Regions from separate parts of the Sus scrofa genome. Here region 2 is linked to region 1. Evidence: chromatin contacts called from public HiChIP or PLAC-seq data. All regions are on one chromosome and are shown on one strand. Each heading gives the region's core, a stretch centred on a gene start, on an enhancer-like site or on the middle of the called end of the contact. The rest is flanking DNA. Distances are from core to core; before and after follow the strand shown.

The links. HiChIP or PLAC-seq counts read pairs in DNA pulled down with a chosen protein or histone mark.
Region 2: an H3K27ac HiChIP or PLAC-seq map of alveolar macrophages shows a contact between it and region 1. The contact joins the promoter of TMEM129 here to the promoter of GAK in region 1. A contact is called at or near these places in 1 of 5 promoter capture datasets (fetal liver) and 1 of 2 datasets of contacts at active chromatin or transcription factors (alveolar macrophages).

What each region holds. Positions count from the first base shown.
Region 1 is chr8:292,588-300,323 of Sscrofa11.1, forward strand. It overlaps GAK (cyclin-G-associated kinase), which reads right to left and starts at 4,402. Exons shown (of 28, transcript XM_021100831.1): 1 at 4,123-4,402. The coding sequence starts at 4,267. TMEM175 (endosomal/lysomomal potassium channel TMEM175) reads left to right here and starts at 3,106. Exons shown (of 11, transcript XM_021100844.1): 1 at 3,106-3,667.
Region 2 is chr8:822,645-830,380 of Sscrofa11.1, forward strand. It overlaps TMEM129 (E3 ubiquitin-protein ligase TM129), which reads right to left and starts at 3,589. Exons shown (of 4, transcript XM_003128802.4): 1 at 2,334-3,589. The coding sequence starts at 2,538. TACC3 (transforming acidic coiled-coil-containing protein 3) reads left to right here and starts at 2,789. Exons shown (of 16, transcript XM_003128804.5): 1 at 2,789-3,207; 2 at 4,912-5,074; 3 at 5,229-5,371; 4 at 6,784-7,578. The coding sequence starts at 4,913.

The DNA of each region.
Region 1 (7,736 bases), core at 3,152-5,651:
CACTCCCTAACTTACAGGGAGCTCCGTGTGCACAGAGGGGGTCCAGGGTGAAGCGCTGGTCCAGCCAACCAGAGGAAGAAGAGCGCCCCCAACCTTCCCCAGAAAACCTCCCCCAAAGTGTCCATCCCCCTGAGTGACCTCTGCCCCCAGCTGCCTTCCCCAGTGCCCACTCCAGGCACTCACACACCAGCAGCCACAAACTGGAGAAGCACTGCGGTCAGCAGGGCAGTGCAAAAGCTCGCGGCCCCATGCCGCCCCCCAGCCACGGCCACCACAAGGAGCTGCTCCAGAGCTTCTGTGACCTCGATTTCCTCTGGACACCTCTCCCTGCAGGACACACCCAGGCCTTCTCCCAGGCCACAGCCTCTCCTGGGCTCCTGCCCCAACCCCACCACCAAGCCGGATGGCTCTGGCAAGCTCCCGATGGCCCAGGCCTCATCACCGCCGGGACCCGGGACCCCATGAGTGCTGCTGTGCTGTTACTACTGCATGGCGGGTGCGAGCCCCACTGTTAAGGGCTGGCCTTAAAGCTGCCAACGAGTCAGTGAAGGGACGGGCGGGCAAGCTGAAAGGGTGATCATTCAGGCACAAAGCATGGGCCACCATGTCCTGCCGCTCGAGCCCCAAGCCCTGCTGCAAAGGCCCTGGTTACCTGTGCTCTGCGGCGTCCAAAAGGGAAACATCCAGTTGGGACTCTCCCTGGGAGGGAACAGCCCCGCACTCAGGCCTCTGGTCCAGGGTCAGGTGCGGAGAAAGGAGGCTGCCAAGACCCCAAGGGTCCAGGGAGGAGACACCCCAACACCGAAACCAGCCGCACTTCCTGGGGGAAAGAGGGGCAGGCCACCCACCACAGCCTGACGGGCCTTTACGATCTGCCCCAAGGCCCTGGAGGTGGGCCCCGCCGAGGAGGCCCAGAGCCTCTCCCCCCCTCACACCAACCTCAGCGCCATCCGAGACCTGCAGCCAAGAGCCCTGACTATCACAACGCCTTCGACTGCCCCTAGGTCCTGGCACCTTGGGTCACAACAGACCATGCGGAGAAGGGAGGGGGCCCGCCACAGGCAGCAGCCAGAGGACAGCAGGTGGAGGGCCAGGACTGTCAACTGGGGGCCCGGGAGCTGGTGTAGGGTGTGCGTGCCCTCACGGCTTCGCAGGCCAGGGCTGACCCGGAGGGAACGCGAATTCTTGAGCAGAAACCACATCGAGTTTCCCCGAGACCACTGGTCCCACACAGTGCACACAAATGTCCCAGCAAACGGGTGCGGACTCGAGTTCATAACCTCTGACCACACGGACTCCAGACCTACCCATTTCCCGAGAGCTGCTCATGCACCATCACCCACCTCACAGCAGCATCCACAGAGTGGAGCCACCCCTGCAGAGTGGACCGCCCGCCAGCAGGGCAAAGACACGTCTCAGCAGCAGCAGCAGCCCATCCCAGCCACCCCGCGAGCAGAAGGCAGCAGCAGCAGGCAGAATCCATGACAAGAGGCCACACAGAACGTATCCTACAGTCCACTTGGACTGGGTGTTTCTGACAGAGTGGGCACTCCCAATAACTAGCTTTAAAATTAAAGTGAAGGAGTTCCCTTCATGGCTCAGTGGTTAACAAACCCAACTATGATCCATGAGGATGCAGGTTCGATCCCTGGCTTTGCTCAGTGGGTTAAGGATCCGGCGTTGCTGTGAGCTGTGGTGTAGGTGGCAGACACAGCCCGGATCTGGCATTGCTGAGGCCGTAGCTGTGGTGCAGGCCGGCAGCTACAGTTCTGATTGGACCCCTAGCCTGGGAACTTCCATATGCCATGGGTGCAGCCCTGAAAAAACAAAACAAAATTAAATTAAAGTGAAAATTAACAGTACATTTTGCAAAGATCACCTGGCTCCACAGTTCTGCCCAACAACCCATTTCAGGCTACAAGTGCACATGTCAAAGCTATGAAAACCAATGTTTTTTCCCTAAATCTTTTCTTAATTTTTTTTTTGTTTTTTTGGGGGCTGCACCTGCAGCATATGGAGGTTCCCAGCTAGAGGTTGAATAGGAGCTGCAGCTGCCGACCTACCACAGCCACAGCAAGGCCAGATCCAAGCCGCAGCTGCGAAGGACACCACAGCTCACAGCAACACCGGATCCTTAACCCACTGAGTGAGGCCAGGGATTGAACCTGTGTCCTTATGGATGCTAGTCAGATTCATTTCCGCTGAACAACAATGGGCACTCCCTCCCCTAAATCATTTGAGAGCAAAACTTGATCTATTATAAAGTCATTTTGGGCAACACCTAACACGAACTGATGTGAGGCTAGCTGAAGACTTAATTATCCCACCGTGAGGACTCACTCCCTTAACTCCAGATACACGAATGCACTTGGTTATGCAACACTTTCCCAACTGCCCTGGCGGCGTGCCAGCTCAGAGAGAATACACAGGCTCTTCCTAGAACCTGAAGAATTCTGAAATTGTCAATACAGGTACCCAAGGGTTTTGGGTTTGGGATTTTCCACATATTTATACAAGACAGCCTGAATTCCCCCAGTCTAGGTTCTACGGTTGCTACTTGATGGGAACAACAGGTTTCTTAGCATTCCAGCTCAGAAAGGAGCTTCGCGAGCTTTAGAAACTGAAGCCAAGCCGCCGGTTCAGTTCAAGGGGAGGAAATCTACAGCTCCTAATCTCACTGGCACCTTGCACCTCCTGGTGTGTCTAGACAACAAGGGGAGCAGGTGCTTTGCACAACCACAGTGGCTGCTTCCATTTCCTTGTTCTTCATCCTGGGTGTTATGCCACAGGCACGAGCTTCCTTCTCTGTGTGACCCACTTCCCATCCCTCCCCTTCTGCACTGGCCCTGCCCCTGGCAGGAGGTGCATTCTCACCCCTCCCATCTCAGCTGGGCCCACCGTCTATCCCACCAGAGGAATCCCCTGCATTGCACTGTCCTTTGTTCATCAGAAAATGTGTCTTATTTAAAGTTCCACAAGGCAGAAATCACGTACTCTCCACTCTGAATTTCTTAAAGAATCAAAATACTTCCCTGGCATTTTCAGAATAAATGATTTGATCTGGGGGCAACTCTCGTTCTACCCCAGATATGAAAGAATACCACACTTCAGAACGTCACTAGCTCTGAAGAAGAGCCTGAGATCTTCTCACCAAATCACCCTCCAAATTCCTCTCTTCCTGACAGTGGAGCCAATGTGTGTGAGGATGCTAAGGGCAGAACACGCCTCAGGCCTTTGGAAACAGCCAGCCATTGTTCCACCTGAAATTGAGCACAAATGGCAGCAGGAATGTCCGCAGTGACTGGCTGAAGCTACAGCTCCGAGGGAAACCACAGCCATGTGCAGCTGTCCATGCAGCCACTCCCTCACGCAGGCTAAAGCAAGGAACACAGCCCCAAAGCCAACCGTGCCACGGCTAGGGGAAGCTCACACGCCCGCGTGATCCCCACTGGACAAAACAGAAAAACGCAGACAAGGAAACAGGACCGCGCCAACACTGGTGGGAAATTCTGTGTGAGGAAGGGAGGCGGGGTGCAGGAAGCAAGAAACAGCGTGCAGCAACACAGCCGACCACAGACTGACCAGCCCCGCGGCGAGGTTCTGTACGGATCCCAACTGCCGGGTCAGCTCGGGCCCAGAGAGGACCGGGGCAGAAGACGCTCCTATGGTAAGAGGGGGAACCCCGGCTACAGGACGCGGCGCTGTCTGTCCCAACACCCTCGCCTAAGGTCCCGAAACCTGAGAGGACCAGCCCCACGTCCACTGTCCCACCGCGGCCCTCGACGACTTATAACCCACCCCCCGGCCCCAGCGCGTGCCTCGGGACTCCAGCCTTTAGTCTTGCGGGTCCCCCTGCCTCCTTTCCGCTAAGGCCCCGCGCGCCAACCCCCGCCGGCCCACCACTCCTTCCCAGCGACACAGCCTCTCCTCCAGCCTCAGGTGAGCCTACACCTGCCGCCACGACCACCTTGCCCCAGCCTGACCCCAGCCTCCGACACGGAAGTGCCCGACCCCACACGGGCCTCCCCCTCGGCAGTCGCCTTCCGGCCAGCCGTGACCCTCCCCCTGCCCGCCTGGTCCTGCCCCGCGCCCCGGGCCGCGCGCCCCCGGCCCCCGCCTCACCCTCCGCCAGGACCCGCCGCACTCGCAGCCGCAGCTCGCCCATTTCCACCGTCTGCCCCACGAAGTCAGTCTGGTCGCGGCCGGCAGCACCCCCCAGGGAGCCCGGGCCCGCCAGGAAGTCGAGCGCAGACTGCAGCAGCGACATGGCTGCGGCCCGCGGCGGGCGCCGGACCGAGGGCTCAGCGTACAGCCGCGTCCGGGTCCACTCGGCAACCGCCGGCCGCGACCGCACCGCTTCCGCCCGACGCCTCCACGCAGGCGCGGGGGCGCGTCGCTGGCCGGAAGAGCGCCGGGCGTCACTTCCGCCGCGCCGGGCGGCTGCGAGTGCGCGGAGCTGGGCGTGGACGCGAGGGTGGGCCGGGTAACGGGCTTCTGGCGCCGAGCTCGAGGAGGGAGCCCGGCGCCCAACCGTTTGCACGCGGCGGTTTCCGCGGAGGCTGGTGTCCAGGGGCTCCCGGTGCCCGGCCGCGCAGAGCCGGTCTGTGTAAGCCGAGCGCCGGGGGGCCCGCGGCGTCCGTCTATTTATTGAGTTGGTTGCCTATAAAAGACCGAAAAGCATCATTTTAAAAGCTCAGTTTTGACGCTTCTGTGGAAAAATCATTTCTGGCAGCACTGGATCCAGAATCCCGTGTGTGACCCATCACCTAGAGCTTCCCCCCCCCCCAGGTAAGACGCTGCCACTTGCCTGACCCCCTTGGCGCGTTTGGCAGCCGGCCGCTTTCGGTAGGTTCTTGTCTGGCGTGTTCACCTCCAAACGGAGAAATGGAGCCACCGCCCCCGGTAGCATCTTAACCCTCCTAGAATTTCAAGCTATTAAAAGTCTCTTTCCGGGAGTTCCCGTCGTGGCGCAGTGGTTAACGAATCCGACTAGGAACCATAAGGTTGCGGGTTCGGTCCCTGCCCTTGCTCAGTGGGTTAAGGATCCGGCATTGCCCTGAGCTGTGGTGTGGGTTGCAGACGCGGCTCGGATCCCGTGTTGCTGTGGCTCTGGCGTAGGCCGGTGGCTACAGCTCCGATTGGACCCCTAGCCTGGGAACCTCCATATGCCGTGGGAGCGGCCCAAGAAATGGCAAAAAGACAAAAAAAAAAAAAAGTCTCTTTCTGGACAGGCTAGCACGTGTTATCACTATAGTAAAGAAGCTCAGTTCATACAATGCTTTACTGCTTACAACATCCTTTTAGAAGCGTTCCTATTAATTATCCCTTTGGGGTGAGAAAACATGCCCAGCAGTGCCATTACTTAGCCAGGGGGCCAGGGTCAACAAGTGATACCGAGTCACATGGCTCTTCCAGCCGCTGCGTTTGTCTGGTAAATGGAACACATCGGAGGCTTGGGAAAAAGTCCGGGCTGTTTTTGGGTGTCTCCTAGCATAGAGGTGGCAGTTGTCTGGAGGAGAGCACCAATGGGACAATGTCGCTTTTAGACTGAAAGTACACTCTTTAGAGAGGAGCAGCAACTAGGGAAGCAAGAAGGAAACTAAAAGCATTATGTCAAATGACTTTGCCATTTAAAAGGAAGGAGACAAAAGAAAAAGAGGAACCTCCACTTACAGCTTCCAGGAGTAAATGATGTACCTGGGATTTAGCAGCAGTGATATCAGCATCTTGCCCAGAACAATATTGTTTCCGTGGAGCAGTGGGTGGAAACTAGGTACCCAAAGAGAAGGAAAAAAAAATGAAGAGGGAGAGACAGTAAGGGGAGGTAACTCAGGAAGTTTGGTTGCGGAGACTACGGTACCGAGGGGGTGCTGAGATGTTTAAGATGGGAGATTCCTGAGCATCCTACAGCTGATGGAAGGAAACCAGGATGTGTTTGCTGGGACAGAAGAGTCAGGTGTAAAGTGCCTTCCCTCCTAGAAGGTAGGAGGGAATGATATCCAGAGCACAGGGAAGTGTTCACTTTGGACAAGGGAAAATCACTGTTCGTCGCAAAAGGAGAGAACGAAGACAGAGTGCAGTTGGTGGTAACGTCGTGCATGTATTGGAGTGAAAGCAAAGGAATTCTCTGATGAGCTCTTCACTGTGAATAACGAAGAGAAAACATCTATTGAAAAGGAGAAGGGAGGTAAGAAAACTAAGTTTAAGCAGCGGGGAAAAGCTCTAAAATACTTGTGGTGGAAAACATAGGAAATAATTCACTAGAAAGCATGATGATTTCAGAGGCTCTGGATTTATAGGCATGACCCAGGATCAGGTAGAGGTTGCTGAGTAGTGTAATTCCTTTAGAGGCAAGATTCTATCCGGACCTCGTGTTTCATGTTGATGGTATCTTTTTATGCTGACACTGCACTAGGTGTTATTGTAGCAGCTTCTTAATCCAAATCCGAGTCTCGGGAACACACTTTCCTCCTGAACTCTTTCACATCTGTTCTCAGAGATCTCAGCATGTGTATACATGTCTAAAACTGAGCTTACAGTCAAACCTGTCCCTTTTGTAGTAGATTTCATTACAAAGATTATTAGCAGGAATGAAAAAGATCATTCTGTAATGATGAAGGGGTAAATTCAACAAAAGACATAGCAACCTTAGACAATTCTGCCCTGCTAATCAAGCTTTAAAATACATGAAGGACTGCAAGGAGATTGTAGTTGGAGATTTCAGTGGTTCTTTTTTTTTTTTTTTTTTTTTTTTTTTTTTTTTGGCTTTTTAGGGCTGCACCCATTACATACGGAGGTTCCCAGGCTAGGGGTCAAATCAGAGCTGTAGCTGCCGGCCTACACCACAGCCACAGCAACTCGGGATCCAAACCACATCTGCGGCCTACACGACAGCTACCGGCAATGCCAGATCTTTAGCACACTGAGCGAGGCCAGGGATCAAACCCAAGTCCTCATGGATATTAGTCGGGTTCGTGAACCACCGAGACACGACAGGAACTTCCTTCAATTTTTCTTTCTCAACAAATGATGGAATAAATACCAGAAGATGACCAAGGATGTGGCAGAGTTGAAACACACCACCAATCAATTTGACAATGGATATTTGCAGAATACACATTTTCAAATATATCAAGAACAATCACTGGCATTCCCAGGTGGCTTAGTGGTTAAGGATCTGGCATTGTCACTGCTGTGGCTCAGGTTGGATCCCGGGCCAAGGAATTTCTGCATGCCGCAGGTGCAGCCAAAAAATAAAAAATAAAATAAAGAACATTTACCAAGATGGGTGATTTTCTGGGCACATGTGTTCTCTGAACACATTGGAATTAAGCTAGAAATCAATAGCAGATGTCTGGAAATCCATCCAAATATTTGGAAACTGAATGACTCAGTTTTAAATTACCTTTAGGTTGGGCAGTTCCCATCCTGGCTCAGTGGTGAATGAACCCAACTAGGAACCATGAGGTTGCAGGTTCGATCCCTGACCTTGCTCAGTGGGCTGAGGATACGGCGCTGCTGTGAGCTGTGGTGTAGGCTGCAGACGCGGCTCAGGTCCCTCGTTGCCGTGGCTCTGGCGTAGGCTGGCGGCTACAGCTCCGATTCGACCCCCAGCCTGGGAACCTCCATGTACTGCATGTGCGGCCCTGAAAAGGCAAAAAAAGACAAAGACAAAAAGAAAAGTACACAAAAGGTGATAGGTTGGGAAGGAGAGTTGAAACCTGAAGTGGCGATTA
Region 2 (7,736 bases), core at 2,339-4,838, 530 kb after region 1:
GGGCGAGCCGGGCCGTCAGCCTCCCCAGCGGGGGCCCGCCAAGGACCGCCGTGCTGTCCCTGTCCCTCCAGAGCTGGCGTGGGGGGTTGGGGGCACTTCCTCTCGTCCCCAGCCCTGGGCCTGGACCTCTGCCCTGGCGGCTCCCAGGGCAGGTGGGCCTCACCGGCCTCCACAGCAGGCCCAAGCCCGCCCTTGTCCTGTCCGCGGGAAACATTTTTGTTTTTCTTTTTTTTTTTCTCTTTCAACAAGAAAACATTTCTGTTTTTCTTTTTCAGCCGCCTGAAAGAAGCTCCTGGGCCGGGGATTGAATCTGAGCCAAAGCTGCAACCTACACCACCACTGCAGCAACACCAGCCAGACACTTAACCCACTGCGCTGGACCAGGGATCAAACCGGCGCCTCCACAGAGACAAGCCAGAGCATTAACCCCACAGCACCACAGCGGGAATTCCAGAAAACATCTTCAACTTACTGTTCTAGCTTTGTACAAGTAACAGCTGAGTACCAGGGGGCAAAAAACAAGAAAAACCTAGAAAAGCAAAAACAAATGCAAGGACCTGGTGTCGCCCAATGCGGGGCTGCCCAGTGGCCCTCCGAGGGCTGGATCTTGGCCTCTGGACCTCACCTGCTCTGAGGAGGCAGATCAGAGCCTGGCACATCCCAGAACTGGGACGTCATGTGTCAGACAGCAAGCAAAGAATGACAGAGGCTTGTCCCAAGGGCCGAGGAGCCAGCTCCAGGGCCCCCGCTAGCCAGCGGCAGGCCAATTTGCACGGTGAAATGAACAATGTAGACAGTGACCCGCAAACAAGTTTGAAACAGCAAAAAGAACGGCAGATGCTATCAAGTCAGTACACATACCCGGCTGCACATGCCAGCTCCAAGGTCAGGCACTGAATCCGAGCCACAGCTGTGACCTAAATCACAGCTGTGGCAAGAATAGATACTTAGCCCACTGTGCCACAGCTAAACCCCAAGTTGACACATTTTAAGCAACTCATTGTGTGTGTGTGTTACTATTGTAGCTCAGCCACAATCCATAAGGATGCGTGTTTGATCCTTGGCCTCGCTCAGTGGGTTAAGGGTCCAGCGTTGCCATGAGCTGCAGTGTAGGTTGCAGACACAGCTTGGATCTGGCATTGCTGTGGCCATGGTGTAGGCCAACAGCTGTAGCTCCAATTGACCCCTAGCCTGGGAACTTCCATGTGCCGCAGGTGCGGCCCTAAAAAGCCAAAAAATAATAAGTTAAAAAAAAAAAGACGAGATTTCCACAGGCCACAGATGCCACTGCCAAACAAAACAAAACAAAACACGTTCCTTGTCGGAGCACAAGGCCAAACTCCACTTCCTCCCCATGTGGCCCCATGAGTCACTCAGCCCACCTTTCTGTCCCCCTCCATCCTGGGATGGTGGTGACCCCACACACACACAGGCTGTTGGGAAGGTGCAGATGGAGGCTCCATAAAGCTGCAGAGATCCTTAGTTCCCAGGGCACAACCCCCAGGAGAACCCAAACTCTGAGCCATGCCTTTCTCCCGGAAACCGGTGAACGGGCACCCCTGCCCCGCAGGGAAGCTAGGTGGAGCGACCAGCTCCCCACCCTGGCCCTGCCTCTATCCTGGCATGGGCTGTCTTTTGCCCGCCTTCCCCACGGGGCAGGCAGCCCCCAGGCACAGGCCCACCTCGTCAGACCAGCCCAGCCCTTCCCAGCCACTTTCCACTGGCCCAGGCTGTATCTCCCTGATGCCAGCTGGAAACCCCTCCCATGTCCACCATGGCAGCTCCAGACAGGGCTGGCCACCGCCACCCGCCCTCCCCCACTTACGTGTGAGCCCAAGTTCTCCAGAGATTCCGCGCTTAGGACCCCACTCTCCAACCAGTCAGCCTCCCAGAGGCCAGTTAGCACCTGGCTCACCTGCCCAGCACAGCCCCTGGCAACACCTGAGCTTCCTGGCCGCACACACGCCTCTCCCCGCCCCGCACCTGAGACGCTCTCAACTGCAGTCGCCCTCCCTGCCTGCCCTTCCTGCACCCCTCTTCCAAGGACTGGGGCCGGCCACCTCTGTTGGCATCATGCCCCTTTCCTGGGAGCTGCCCCTAGGTGACAGCTCCCCACCTGCCCCAGTGACCAGAGCATCCTCTCCCCCAGGGTTCTGCTGCCCGCAAGAGGCAGCTGCGACCAGCACCCTCCTCCTCGCACGGGGCGCTTAGCCCACGGCCTCGGCTCTGCGGCCCGCGCGCGCTCCCCCGTCTCTTCCCCCCTGGGGTCCGGGAGATGGGCCTCCAGCGCCCCCCCCCCGCCCCCAGCTCCGCCGCGCGCCCCGCGAGCTCACCGAGCGGCAGCAGCGAGTGGCACAGCAGCGTGGCGGCCGTGCGGCGCAGGTGGTAGGGCACGAAGGCGGCGTCCTCGCTGCCCAGCCAGCCCGACAGCAGGTTCTGCACCGTGAGCCCGGCCGAGTGGAACTCGGTGGGGGTGAACACGAAGCATACGGCGAACACCAGGTAGGCCAGCGTGAAGGTGACCTCGGGGCTGTCCATCGCGCCGCCGTAGCCGCCGGGAAGCCGTCCGGGCGAGGCCCCCCGCCCCGGGGCGCAAAACAGGCCTCAGCGTCCGCGTCCGGTAGGCGCCGGGGCCGCGCGGGGCGCCCTGGGACGTGTAGTCCCCACCCTCAGGCCGCTCGCGGGGCGCTCTGGGAAATGAAGTTCCAGGACCCCGCTCGCGGCCAGACGTCCTGAGCCGCCGCGGCAGTCCTCGCGAGGGTTTGGAGCCTCCCCACGACCCGCCCTGAGGGCGGCGCTGAACTTGGCTCCATTCCACAGCTGGGAATACAGACTCGGGCGAGCAGCTCTCAGGCCCTGGGCCTTTCCGCGCAGCCCAGGCGCGTCTGCGCAGAGCCCGAGATTCCTGGGCGACGGCGGGCCCCGCACTCACCGCCCGCTCTCGAGCCGCGTTTCACCTTCGTCTGCTGGACGAGCCTGGGCTACCGAGAATTCCAGGGGCCGCCCTGCCTAGCGTGCCGCCTCGCCCGGAAGCGGAAGCCGCCTCTTGGGCGCAGCCTCCCATTGGCCTTCGACGCCCTGTGTCCCGCCCCGGCCACGCGCTGATTGGCCGTACGCGCCAACCGTCGATATTTGAATCGGCGGCGGGCAGCCGGGCTCCCGGACACGGCGCCTCCCGCTCCTTCGGTTCCGCGCAGCGGCCGGCAGGTAAGACGGCGACCGGGTCCGGGCTCGGGGCTCCGTTCCTGCCTCTTCTGGCCTGTCCTCGGGCCTTAGCCTGTCGCAGTGGCGGCCTGGACACGGATCTCTGACTCCTCCCGCGGCGCCGCGGTGCCCACAGTCGGCTCTCCTCGCCCCCCCCACCTCGGGGCGCCCCCTTCCCCGGGGTCCCATCTCGCCCGCACTCATCCAGCCGGCCCGGCCGCAGCTGGCAGCGGAGCCGGTGGGCTCTCGGCCCTGCCTCCCGAGGACGCCTAGTGGCCCCTATATCGCCCTCCACGAGGACCCTCCGGCCGGTCGCACCGGTCTTCCCTCTCCCCGGTGACCTCGCCCAGCCCCCGGCCCCCTGTGGCGGTGACCCGCACTGGCACTCCGCCCCTGACCAGCCTCCGCCTTGCTGCCCGGCCCCTCCTCCCGGCGCAGCCCCACCTGTGAGTCATCACCGACCCCGCGGCACCTGCAGCAGAAACCTGGGCTCCAGCGCTGATTCTCAAGAGCCTGCCGGCAGGCCCTCGACGCCAGTCCTCCTCCGCGCTGGCCTCGCCCCTTCTGCTCAGGAGCCGCCTCCCTGGCCCCCCGTCATTAGTAGGAGCCAAACCCGTAGAGGCTGCCATTGTCGCACCCCCACCTTCCCCAGGTGAAGGGATCCCACAGAAAGGGTGCTCTAAGTCTCCCTCCTGTGGCCCAGGGCCCTCCGGCCCCTCCCCGTTTCACCCCGTCCCCCAGGCCAAACCCAGTAGTCCCCCTTGACTTAGGCTTCCCTTTCCCACCTCCCCACGCCGCGTGTGGGCCTGCTGGCCAAGCCAGGGCTGACCGCTCCCCCCTGGCCACAGACAAGAGCCTCTGGCTCCCTGCTTCCCTCCTCCCGCTCCCTGCTCCACACGCAGCACCCAACCCCACACCCTCCAGGCGGCTCATCCCCCTGACCTCACCTCGTTCCAGGGCACCCGTGTTCCTTAGGCCCCAGCCGTTTTGCTCTTGCAGCTGAGGTCCCCGGGGCCCCCACCCCCAGCAGGTACCTGTGCTGCCCAGTTTTCTGGTGACTCCTAAGTTGGGAATGCCGGGTAGGTGACCATGATGAATTTGGGAAGGAGGAGTAGGACTATTCTAGAACCTCGTGGACCCGACCGGAGGCCCCTGGTGTGTTTCTAGTCTCCAGACCCTGGTGTAGAAGCACCTCAACTCCCCACAGGTGATCCTGCACGTGCCGCTTGTTACCATCCCTGCTCCTCCTCTGAGCCTTGGCCCTCCTGGCGCCCCCGTCGGTGGGCAGAGAGCCAGCTGCCCTGCCCTTCTGCTTTTCTGCCCTCCTCCATCTCGGCTGCCTGCTCCAGCCCCAGTGCCAAGGCCTCTGCCAGTTTTGTCACAGATCAGCCCTTATCTGTCTCCCAACTTTTACCCACAAAGTTCCAGTTATTTCGAGGACCTGTTCTTCCTTCTTGCCCTGTGGGCTGAGAGCCCTCCTAGCTCTTTCTCCCGGGAGGGGCAGCTCCCCCCAGAACGGGATAAGGACACGCTCTGGCAGAGGACATGCTGCCTGCGGTGTCTCACACACACACACACACGCCCGTGCAGGAAGGGGACGTCCACCCTGCGGCACCGTGGGGTCAGCTCGCTTGTCTTCACATATGTGCGTCTAGACAACAGGGTGTCCCCGCCCTCCTCTTGACTCACAACTCTCTGCTTTCCCAGAATGAGTCTGCACGTCTTCAGTGATGAAAATGTCACTGGTGACAGAAGTACAGAAAATTGCGACTTCCTGTTTTCACCACTGGAACTTACCGGAAGATCATCTGTCCTCCGGCTGTCCCAGAAAGAAAATGTGCCGCCCAAGAGCACAGCCAAAGCCACGAAGGTGAGCCCCGCAGATCTCCTGGGGGTCACACGTGCAGTCCCGGGGCCTGCTTTCCCGGGGCCTTAGCCAGCTGGCCGGGCGGGGCCCGGTGGCTTCTAGTGTGGTGGGGGAAGGTGTGAGTTATTGGACGAGTGCCTTCCTGTCTCCCCGACAGGTGACTTTTCAGACACCTCTGCGGGATCCACAGACTCACCGGATCTTAAGTCCCAGCATGGGCAGCAAGCTGGACGCTTCTTCAGCTCTAGGGGACACCGTTGGACTAGAAAGCTCTCATCAAGGCCGGGCCCGGAAAGAGAGGTAAGTGTTGGCGCTGTTTGGCAACCCGCAATCGGTAACCTCTCCGGCGGACTCCGCAGGAAAACGTCCGAGCTGGTTCCTCCTGGTCTCTGCTCCAAGTTTGTGTGGGAGTTGGAAGTCGTTTCTTCCTGGAAAGCGAATTGCGAAACGGGGGAAGTTTAAACCTCACACTCCACTCCTCTGTTGTGCCCTTGCCGACAACTTGGCCTTGGTTTTTGTTTGTCTCTGGGCATGAAATGTCCTGGCCGCATTTCCATGGAGGGACACTCTGTGGCTTTGCTGCTTTTCTTCCCTCCTGCCATGCCCGTGGCAGGCACAAGTTCCCGGCACAGGCGTTGAACCCACGCCAGAGCCACAACCTGAGCCACTGCAGTGACAGAGCTAGGTGCTTAGCTCACTGAGCCACAGGGGAGCTCCCTGCTGCCTTCTTAGCCTCCCACTTGGCTCTCCCTCCGCTTGCAAGTCAGCCTCCCATTCTCAACATCAGGCCTTGAAGAAAGCTTACGGACAGGCCTTAGTTCTAGAGGCAGAAGAGCTGTCTGTCCTGTGCTGTGGTCAGAGGCTCAGATTTTAAACACGTGACTGGCGGCAGAAGCTTTTTTGCAACCTTGCCAACCATGGGCTTGGGTGTGGTGGTCGCCTCGCACCTGCCAGGGCTTTTCCTGCTTCCGTCTGGAGATGAGGAACCTGGCGCGGAAGTTCCTGGGCCAGGGATCAAACCTGAGCCACAGCAGTGACAACGCCAAATCCTTAACCACTAGGCCACCAGGGAACTCCTATGCTTGCTTTTTCTCTTAAACGGATTTCAGGTGTCTAAAAGCCAAAGATGGCTAATGTGCCCTCACCCAACTCAAGGGAAGTGTCCTCCAGCCGAGTGCCCGTCTCCCCGTGGGGGACCCTGCAGTCCTGGCTCTCCCCTCGCCCAGCTTTCCGTGCTGCTTTTCAACATCAGTGTTTTTTTCGCTTTCCTTTTTGAGACTCAGCCAGCTGAGGTCAGCGCGACTCCAGACTCCAGCCGCGCGAGCCGCTCCAGGCCTGCAGAGCAGAGGCGTGTGGGCCCCGGGGTTGGGCCTGCTCTGCCCGAAGGCAGCGTCCTTGACCTGCCCTTTCTCCCTCCAGTGAGAAGCCCGACTCTCATGTGCCCTGGCTGGTGGTCCCCTGTTGGAAGGGGACATGGGCTGGCGTGGGGAACCTGACTCTGACCGTGGCCGTCGGGTTCCTGTGCTCAGTGCCCGTGTCTCCGGGTGGCCCCCCAGCATGGCTCTGCGGGACGCACTTGGGAAACCGCCCCTGGGAGAGGGTTGACTGGATGACCTTTTTTTCCTGTCTTTAGCTAATGCTGTCACATGGACTCAGACCTAGAAACCTGTCTGGGTCCTTACTTAAAGTTAAGTAAGTCTGTTTCTAAAAAGCCAACAGCTTACCAAGGAAACAGACACCAGAACCACCGATGGAATTCTCCCGAAACCAGCAGTGGCCGATGCCCATCCTCCTCCGGGGGACCCGACACCCGCCTCTGAAGAGCAGCACCCCGACAGGCCTCCCGCAACCCCCCTGGCCAGCCCGGATCCCCCCAGCTCTCCCCAGATGCCAGAACGTGCTGAGAGCCAAGTGGCGCCCGGCGGACAAGGCTCCTGCAGCCCCGCTCACAGCCCGCAGAGACACAGCCGCCCTCGTCCCTCAGAGGACAGCCTCGCGGCCGCCTCCGCACCACCGCCCCAAGACCGGGCAGAGGAGCCGCTCGGAGCCCCCGGGGAGAAGGGTGTGCCCTCTCCCTCTGCCGGAGCCCGAGGAGAAGAGCCCCTGGTGGACCAGCCGGGCGAGGCCCCGGCAGGCTCCGAGGACACTGCTGGCCGCGAGGACGCTGGCCCTGCTGCGGCCGGAGGGGCCCCGTCCCCCAGTCCTCGGAAGCACGAGGCCGCGGGCCAGACGGCCGACCGTCCGAGGGGTGGGCCCGTGAGGCTGGAATTTGACTTCTCTGACAGTGCCACCAGCAAAAGGCCACCCCCACTGAGGAAACGGGGGAAGACCCCAGGTCTCCAGCCTCCCTCGAGGAGACCCAAGGCAAAGCAGGGGACGGTCTCCGGGGAGGCGGGCGAGGGTCTGGACGGCAACCCGCTCGGAGGCGATGGGGAGGCCCGGACCCCGGAGCCCTGCCCGAGCAGGCCGGCCGGGCCCGCGGCCGCAGAGGACACGTCTCCGAGCCGGTGAGCACGGGGGCAGTGGGGGCAGCGCCCCAGACCAGAAATGCCCCCTGCAGCCCTGTGGGCCTGGGCACACGTGGCCCGGGGGTGGGGGGGAGCAGCAGGGAGCGTCCGTGTGGCTGTGCCCCCTGCTGGGCAGGCTGACCTGCTGTTTGAGCACG